2 separate regions of the Sus scrofa genome follow, and region 2 is linked to region 1. A link is a contact called in public Hi-C data. All regions are on one chromosome and are shown on one strand. The core of a region is the stretch at or near the end of the contact, and the rest is flanking DNA. Distances in the headings are between cores, read along the strand shown.

Evidence for each region. A called contact is a pair of places that touch in the nucleus more often than the background predicts.
Region 2: a contact with region 1 is called in a Hi-C map of alveolar macrophages, with 1.5 times the contacts expected there. The contact joins the enhancer-like site here to the promoter of INPP5D in region 1. A contact is called at or near these places in 2 of 47 Hi-C or Micro-C datasets (alveolar macrophages and blood) and 2 of 2 datasets of contacts at active chromatin or transcription factors (alveolar macrophages and skeletal muscle).

The regions. Positions count from the first base shown.
Region 1 is chr15:133,499,143-133,503,184 of Sscrofa11.1, forward strand. INPP5D (phosphatidylinositol 3,4,5-trisphosphate 5-phosphatase 1) reads left to right here and starts at 1,925. Exons shown (of 27, transcript XM_021075030.1): 1 at 1,925-2,266. The coding sequence starts at 2,133.
Region 2 is chr15:133,534,613-133,539,131 of Sscrofa11.1, forward strand. All of the region lies in intron 2 of INPP5D (phosphatidylinositol 3,4,5-trisphosphate 5-phosphatase 1), which reads left to right. Among named protein-coding and RNA genes, the nearest start is that of INPP5D, 36 kb to the left of the region's middle. Within about 2 kb of position 1,744, at least 10 of the 83 cell types and tissues checked have an H3K27ac peak or open chromatin away from gene starts, as enhancers often do. A contact at or near this core is called in alveolar macrophages, where this site is marked.

The sequences.
Region 1 (4,042 bases), core at 675-3,174:
GGAGGGCAGCTCTTGTCTCCACGGGTTCCCATATCTAGCTCAGGGCAGGGCCAGGGTGACTTGACGTGTGTTTGCTGAAGGCTTGGGGGTTTAGTCCCTGGGTTCGGTGGGAGGAGCTGGGGGAGGGGACAGTGGTGGGCAGAGGATGCTCAGAGAGACTTGGCAGGAACTGGTTTGGAGAGGTGAGTGTGACGACCAGGAAATTTGGAGCCAGCGAGGTCCTGAGGGCCATGCTGCCCTCGTGCTGCAGGGGACCCCTGAGGTGCACCCACCCTGGAAGGAGCCCACCCCTGTGGTCTCCTTAATGGGCAGAATTTCCCAACCTCAGGCCTGAGTTAACCACCTCGCTCACCCTCTCCCCACGACTCCTCCTGGGATGGGGGGTGAGGGTCCAGGGTTTGGTCCGCCTGGATGAGATTCAGAATCAACTGTTGTTTATGCTGCCGCAGGTGGGAGGGGTGGGGGGGGATTTACCTGTCACATGTGAGCCTCCTCTAGGGGCTTCTCTCCAGAAGGCAGAGAAGAGGAGCCCGAGGCGGAGAGGGAGAAGAAAGCTAACCAGCTCCAGCAGCTCAGATGCAGAGGAGCTAGATTCGAATGGAAGCTTGCCTGGCCCAGGCCCCCAGATGTGTTTCTCTTGTCATGTCTGGGGGCTGAGGCCTGAGCGCGGGTTGGGGGCCTTGTGCAAATAGATCAGCACCTGCCCCTCATTCTGGTGGGGCTGACCCAGGGGCTGAGGGCACCCCATCTATGGTCCAAAGGGGTTGTCCACTTTAGAGCCCTCAGGTCTTGCTGGTCCTGGATGGTGGCCCCTCATCTTTGAGAAGGCAGCTCCCCATTGAGCTGTGGGCAAAGCCAGCCATGCCTGGCCACCTCCAAGGCTGTTGAGATGTGGGACCCAGGAAGGAACGTCATGTTGCCAGGTGGCCAGCTTGCCCCATGGGGATGGGTGTGTTTGCTGAGTGTTCCAGAAAGACCCAGGGGTGAAAACCCGGCCTGCGTTCACCCCATAAAACTTCCATGTCTCAAAGTTCCTGTTAGAGATCAGTGGTAATAACCCAACTGGCATCCATGAGGATGAGGGTTTGATCCCTGGCCTCGCTCAGTGGGTTAAGGATCTGGTTTTGAGCTGCAGTGTAGGTCATAGCCTCAGCTCAGATCTGGCGTTGCTGTGGCTGTGGCGTAGACCAGCGGCTATAGCTCTGATTTGACCCAGAGCCTGGGAACTTCTATATATCATAGGTCTGACCCTAAAAAGCCAAAAAAAAAAAAAAAAAAAAAAAAAAAGCCATGTCTCGAGCACTCCACACTCCCTCTGCGTGTCTCTAGGCCGGGCTGCAGGGGTCAGAATCACTGCCGTGGAGAAGGGTTGCCATGGCCGGGGGAATGAGCATAAATGTGTCCCAGAGCTGTCACCTGGGCCCTCGGCACCCTGGGGTGGTGTCATCCAAGGTCCTCCAGGGCCCAAGGTTGAATGGTGCCTGGCTGGTCATGAGTCTCCGATATGGGCAGGGGGCTCGGCTGTACCCCTCCCCCTCAATTTCGTGCAGCCCTGGACTGGGCCCTAGTTCCAGTTGAGATGCTCTGCCCTGCGAGCCTCTCTTCCATGGGTTTCTGGAGGGAGCCCACGGGGAGTTGAGCCGCTCTGGGGTAGGGCAGCAGGCTGGGGCATCTGTCCAGGGCGTGGCCACCCCACGTGGGCATCGGGACTGGACCCAGAATGGCCGCTTTGGCCATGCTCCTTCAGAAGCCGGCCACCAACCGCCTGTGGCCAGAGGAGCTGACAGTTCCCCCAGGAGGACTTGAGCTGACATTTGCGCCTCTGGGGACCCAGGTCCATTGAAAGAGAGAGCGGGGGCGGGAGGGGGAGGGGGCGGCCCGCAGTGGGCGGGCAGGGTGGGAAGGTGGAGGACCGCTCTTGCTTGGGCTCTGCAATGAGGAAGTTCTCTGCAGCTCGCTTCCTCTCCCTCGCTGAGTGCCTGAAACAGGAAGTCGCTCAGTGAGCTGGTGGCAGCAGCTGGGGCGACTGAGAGAGGAGCGACGGCGGGTCACGGTGCAGGGCCCTCAGCTCCCCTTGGCTCTGTGGGTCCTGTGGGGTGGCCGCCTGCGTGGCCCGGGAGGCCCACGCCACCATGGTCCCCTGCTGGAACCATGGCAACATCACCCGCTCCAAGGCCGAGGAGCTGCTTTCCAGGACGGGCAAGGACGGGAGCTTCCTCGTGCGTGCCAGCGAGTCCATCTCCCGGGCATACGCGCTCTGCGTGCTGTGAGTACCCGGCCCTGCCTGTGCGCCCACCCCTGCCCCTCAGCCCTGGCCGGGCCTCTCCCTCCAGGCCTGGAGGTGATGGAGGTGCAGCTGGGAGGAGGGGACGCTGGCTTGGGTCTGTGCCAGCAGCCCACCTCTGGGATGGAGTGACCTGCCTTGCATGTACCCAAGTGTGTTGGTGGGTCCAGCTGAGGCCCATGGTGGACCTGCTCGACCTTGGAGTTCAGGTTCTGCAGGGCTGGAGTCCTCAGAGCCGGCCTGGGGCCTGATCACACACCTTGGCTACCCGTGACCCGTGGGGCCATGGCTTCCTTGGGGATCCAGAGGCCAAGAGAGCGGGACCGGGCGCTTTGAGGAGCGGAGGCGGCGGCTCAGGGCTCCGTGGTGGTGGGTGTGTTAAAAGGCAGCTCAGTCAGTTCAGGTGTTGGTCAAAGATGCCCAGTTTGGAGAGCCTCCTGAAGGAGCAGGAGTGGCAAGAGGTGACCCATCCTGTGCCAGGCTTCAGGCTTTTTGAGGAAGCCGTTGTTTGGGGAACCATGAATAAAGGGGGGTTCACTCAGGAAAGGATTTGGGGCTCACCCAGAAGGTGTCCTGGGGGCCCTGGGAGCAGAGGAAGTCACATCACCCCCAGCAGGAGCCTCTCCTCTCCCCTACTCGGCCCTCAGCTGTGTCCTCACCTCTTTGGGCTTCTCTGCCACCATCAACCCCCTGCCCCCCCAGGCTCTGAGATGTTGCTGAATGTGCCAGTTTTCCTAGCAAGCAGGGAACGGCCACTTGCTGGAGGTTCCTTTTTAAAACACCCTTCTCCCTCTGCATCTGCAGGAGGCCCTCGCCCTGCAGCTCTGCGGTCTAACCAGCCCCGCCAGGGCCTCGGGCAGTGCCGGCGCTGTGGGGGGAGGGGGAGTCCTCTGGCACCTCTCAGGTAGCGTCCCTCGGGGTGCAGAAGGGACCCTCCCGCAGGCAGACCCTGCCACCATCCACGCAGGAAGGAAAGTGGGTCGTGGACACCGGCCTTGCCGAGTCCGAGCAGTTGTCTGCCTGTCACATTTCATCCTCACGACAACCTGAAGCACAGGTCCTTTTGTCGCCCCACTTTGCAGATGAGGAAATTGAGGCTCAGACAGGTGAACCGAGTAACAGCAGTCAAAGCCAGGGCCCTCTGCCAGCAGTACCACCAGACCCCTGCCACCCCGCTCCATGGCACCTGTTGAGCCAGGCATAAGCGTAGGTTCCAGGTGCAGCGAGAGCAGCCGGGGCGTTTACAAGGGCCAGCTGGGAGCACTTGGAAATGAACCCAGGCTCTCAGCTGGCCCCCGGGCCTGAGCTCTGATGGCGTCAGAGCCCCACCTCCCAAGGCCAGCTTCCCATGCCCCCTACTCTCATACTCGGGAGATGGGAACAGACCCAGATGGGCACTGCCCCCGTGGGGACCAGAGGGTGGGGAGGTTCAGATCCAGCTCCACTCGGCCCCCCTGGAGCTCTCTCCCTCCGCCGGGGCCCTTGGCTGAGGGCTGATTCCACCAGGTGCTCTGTGGGAGGAGCCTCGTGCCGAGAGCCTCCAGGCTCCCAGCAGCCCTTTGACCGGGAGCTGTGGGTGCGGACTGGAACGTGGCGCTCTCTGCCTCCAAACTGGGAGCATCACTGTGACAGCCAGAACCAGAGCTGGAAGAGGCCTCGGAACCTCCAATTCCCCTGCCCCTGACCTGCAGGTGAGCAGACCTCAGAGAGCTGGAGGCCTTTATCTACACTGCCCTACTGGCTGGTGGCAAAGCTGGG
Region 2 (4,519 bases), core at 494-2,993, 35 kb after region 1:
TCCTGGATCCTAATCTGAATCACCGATGTAAATGAGAGGAAGGGAGTTCCCATCGTGGCTCAGCAGTAATGAACCCGACTAGTATCCATGAGGATGTGGGTTGGATCCCTGGCCTCGCTCAGTGGGTTAAGGACCCGGCGTTGCCATGTGGTATAGGTTGCAGACACGGCTTGGATCTGACATGCCTGTGGCTTAGACCAGCAGCTGTAGCTCCAATTCAGTCCCTAACTTGGAACTTCCATATGCCTCAGGTGTGGCCCTAAAGAGTGGGGGAAAAAAAAAAAAAAAAAGGCAAGAACAAAAAACAGAAAGAGGGGGAGACCCCCAACAGCAGCAGAGATCGATGTCCAAGCAACCTTGGACTCTCACCCTAGCTGATATTCCTCCATGCAATTATCAATAAAAGATCACAGATGAAGATCACAAAATGCTTTATTGAGGGAGTTCCCTGGTGGCCTAGAGGCTAAGGATTCGGTGTTGTCATTGCCATTCCACCGACTGATTGAATCATAGGTTTGATCCCTGACCTGGGAACTTCTGCCTGCCATGGGTGTGGCCAAAAAAGATAAAAAACCAAAACGATTTATTGAAATCTATGTAGATTTTATCAGAGATCACAAACTGGTAGCCCCTGTGTTGAGCTTGGTGTTCTGTTTACCTAACACACGTTTTTAACAATTACGAACCAGTTTAATGCATTTCTGAAAACTGAGACATTTTACATAATATCCTGAATTTTCAGCTTCCCTTGAAAATTGCGAAGCTCTGATAACCTTAGACCCCCAGCGTCCCGTGAAGTAACTGGAGCAGAGTGGAAGCTTCCCCCTTCCCCCGAGGCACTTCTCTTTAATGTGCCGCAGTCCCCATCTCTCCCTAATGCCTCACCCCACCCACCCACCCCCGTCTGTTCCTCTCCGTTACATCACCTCCCTGGCCTCCGTAGGCAATTGAACTGTGATCTCTACCAATACAACAAATCGTCTAACTCATTAGGCTCGCAAACGTACACTGGCCTCCTATGTAAATAAAATAAGAAAAACAGGTTCATCTGACACCGTCTGTCCCCAGCAAACGTCTGCTTGTTCCTACGCTCGCCACTTGCTTTGGCACATCCTACAAACCATGCTTTTAGGAAGCTGATCCAGCCTCTTGCCTGGGATGGACACAAAGCTCATGAAGCTGCAAGCGAAAGATTTGCACATCTGACCCATTGTGCAAATCACATCTTCTGGCTCCCGATTCTTCACCCCCCGCCCCCGGCTTGGCAGTCCCCCCCCAGTCAGGCGCTCTCTCTCGCTCTCTCTCTTTCTGTCTCGCTCTCTCTCTCTCAGAGTTCTCCTCCTCCGCTGGGTGAAGCTTGGATTTTGTAGAAGCAGGTAGAGCTGCATTCCCATTTTCTGTCTTGGGCTCTGGTCCCAAGAGGTAAGGGTGTCTTTGTCACTTCCTCGGAGCGGCAGGAGCCTGCAAACGGTGACTTTCGGTTCCTCCAGAGGGCACGGTGTTTACCCCGAGCTGCCCATCCACTCCTGGCGACCTAAACCCAGCCCCTCTCCCCTACAGGTCGAGGGTGGGCTCAGCTGGGGACCCGGAGGACCCACATTGGCCCTGCACCTTTGCCAATGCGAACACCGCGCGCTTGCTCCTCATCAGCATCTTGTAGCTTCAGACAATCCCACCCACCCGACGAGGCAGCCTGGAAGCTTCCTGTTTTGATCTGGGCCTTTGCCATCTTCAAGTGAGAAAGCGTTTTTCCTCACCGAACAGTAATCCCCTCTGCGGTCCCCCAGTGAATCATTAACCCTCCTGTGTCAGGGCTGTTTCTGCCTGATCCAACGTTGCTTCCAGAGCAGTAGGGCCCCTGCAGAGGGGGAGGCAGGTGTGCACACGAAGCCAGGCCTCTAAGAATTGAAGGGACGGTTTGGCCAAAGTGGTCCGTGTCCCCGGGCCCCCTGCAGTGGTAAACATTTCTCAGCTGGTTCTCCAGGGACAGAAGCAAAGCTCTGATGTGTTGGCCGATTTCCGTGGTGTAAATACACGCACCACGGCGGCCACCATAGTGGCCACATGAAACAGCCAGCTCCTGGGCTTCGAACCAGTACAAACTGGCACAAGCAGACATGAGCCAGCAGCAGCAGCACACCACCAGCCGTGCAGTATAAACTCATTCCTGCTACTGCCCCGGTGAGGGGTGCGGGCCTCTGGGACCACAGGTGTCTTTGTTAGAGACTCTTGCAGCCTGTTAGGGGTCAGACAGATTATAATCCCTTCCACTTTACTTAGAGCCCTTTTAATCCCCAAGCCCTGATTTATAAGTTATTTTAATTCAGGTTACCCATTTCTTTTTATCACATTTGGAGATTTTTTTTCTTTCTTTTTTTTTTTTTTTCTTTCTTTTTTTTAGGGCCTCACCGGCCACACATGGAGGTTCCCAGGCTAGGGGTCTAATCGGAGCTATAGTCGCCAGCCTACACCAGAGCCACAGCAATATCAGATCCCAGCCGCATCTGCAACCTACCACAGCTCACAGCAATGCCAGATCCTTCACCCACTGAGCGAGGCCAGGGATCGAACCCGCAACCTCATGGTTCCTAGTCAGATTCATTTCTGCTGAGCCATGACAGGAACTCCAAGAGAAGATATTTTTTTTTGTACCTGACTCTTCTTAATTTTCCATTCCTCCGAGCTTCAGTTTATTCAGCTGAAAAATAGGCGTTGATAATGGACTAGCATGTTCAGCACAATGCAAGTGCTCCATGATGACGGTGGAGCCTTGCCCTGGACCCGTGTCAGCCCATTTAAGCCCCTGGCTGAGGAGGTCTGAGAATCTTCCTTCCTAAACAAGAAAACTGGCTCAGCCTCAGCGTGCTGAATGCCCTGCTCCAGATCACACAACTAGTTAATGGTGGAGCTAAGATGTGCATTTGTGGCTGACACGGTGTTTTGATGTTAGTTGCAGGCATTAAAAATATGAGATCTCATCAAAACATCTGTATTTTACCTTCCCTTGAATATTTTTGAAATTCCGGCCAATCCAGGCCTCAGCTACCCCACAGGATCGTAACTTGAGCTAAGTGGAAGCTGGCCCCTTTAAAGGGACATTTCTACAACGTGCCATAGTCCCCACCTTACCCTAGTGTCTCACACCCTGTCTGTTTCACGCCCACATCATGCTTCATATTTTGTGCTTTTACCTGCAGGCCACACTAAATGTTACTTTCTCTTGCCTACTTTTTCCTTCCTACTTAACCAAGGAAGAAAGGGAGACACAGAAGATTTTGGTAATTATTTCAGGTCCAATGAGAAAAGCCACAACAAAGTATCCATCTTTTGCAATCCGATTACGTGATCCAGGCGGCAGTGCCTTCTCACTACAAAGCAGTGTCTTCACAAACTGTTTTAATCCCTTCTACCCCACACAGCGCTTGCATAACCCTCCCTCTGAGAGGCAACCATTGAGTGGGTGTCTTTTTATTTGAATAGGTTCTTGCAAAATATGTATTGTTGTTTCGCATGCATGCATTTTTAATTTGCTGAAGAGATATCAGAGCCCTCATTCTGTTTTCTACTTTCTCTACCAAAGGCTCCTTCCATGCTGCTACCTGCACATCCAGTCTGCCTCTGGCTGCTGCAGACACCCTACTGCACACCTTGACCACACCTGACCGGTCCGCTCTCCCCATGATGGGCACCCAGTTCCCCCCAGATCCCTGCCGTCCCAAACAAACCTGGGATGACCATCCATCCGTGACCCGAAAGGAGCCCTGGAGCATATGCCCAGAGATGAAATTGCTGAGTCATAGGGTAGCCACATACTTAGTTTGTCTACCTTGTATCTGATTGCTCTCCAGAATGGCAGGGCTGGGCTACGCTCCGGGGATCCTTAATATAGCGCAAGATGTTGAGAGACAGGAGACCAGAGAGAGACTTTTAAAATATATAATAGCCATTGGTAAATAAGGTCTTTTGGACGGAGTTCAAAATAAGCTCCATCTTTTAGATGGAGTTCAAAAGAAGCTTGCCTCATACCAGAGGTTTCAGAGCACACAGGCAGGGAAACGAGGACAGCAGCCTTTCAGGACCCAGCAGTACAGACTTTAGGGTGAGGAACCGGAGATCTGGGTGCACATCCTGGTGCTGCCACTCAGAGGGAAGGTCATTGAGCCCTTCTGAGCCTCAGTTCCTTCATCCGTGAAATGGGAAAACCAACAGACGCCTAAGTACGGCTGTTGGGGTACTCAAAAAAATTTCATCCTTTCGTTCATTCATTCTCAACACCACGTAAATATGTGATGCATTTTGTCACCTAACTGCTGAGTTTCCAAGTGGACCTGGTCGCACTTGACATCTTGTATCCCCTTTGGCAGCTGAGGGGCTCCCAGGACCAGACGCCCAGCTGCAGAGTAGGGTTTTGAACGGGTTGGTGCACAGGTAAGGTAGGATGTGTGCTGAGAGCCTGCTGAGCCCTGGGGAGGGGGGAGGAGGAGGGAGCAGGCAGGGGTGGTGGTCCTCATGGGCAGCC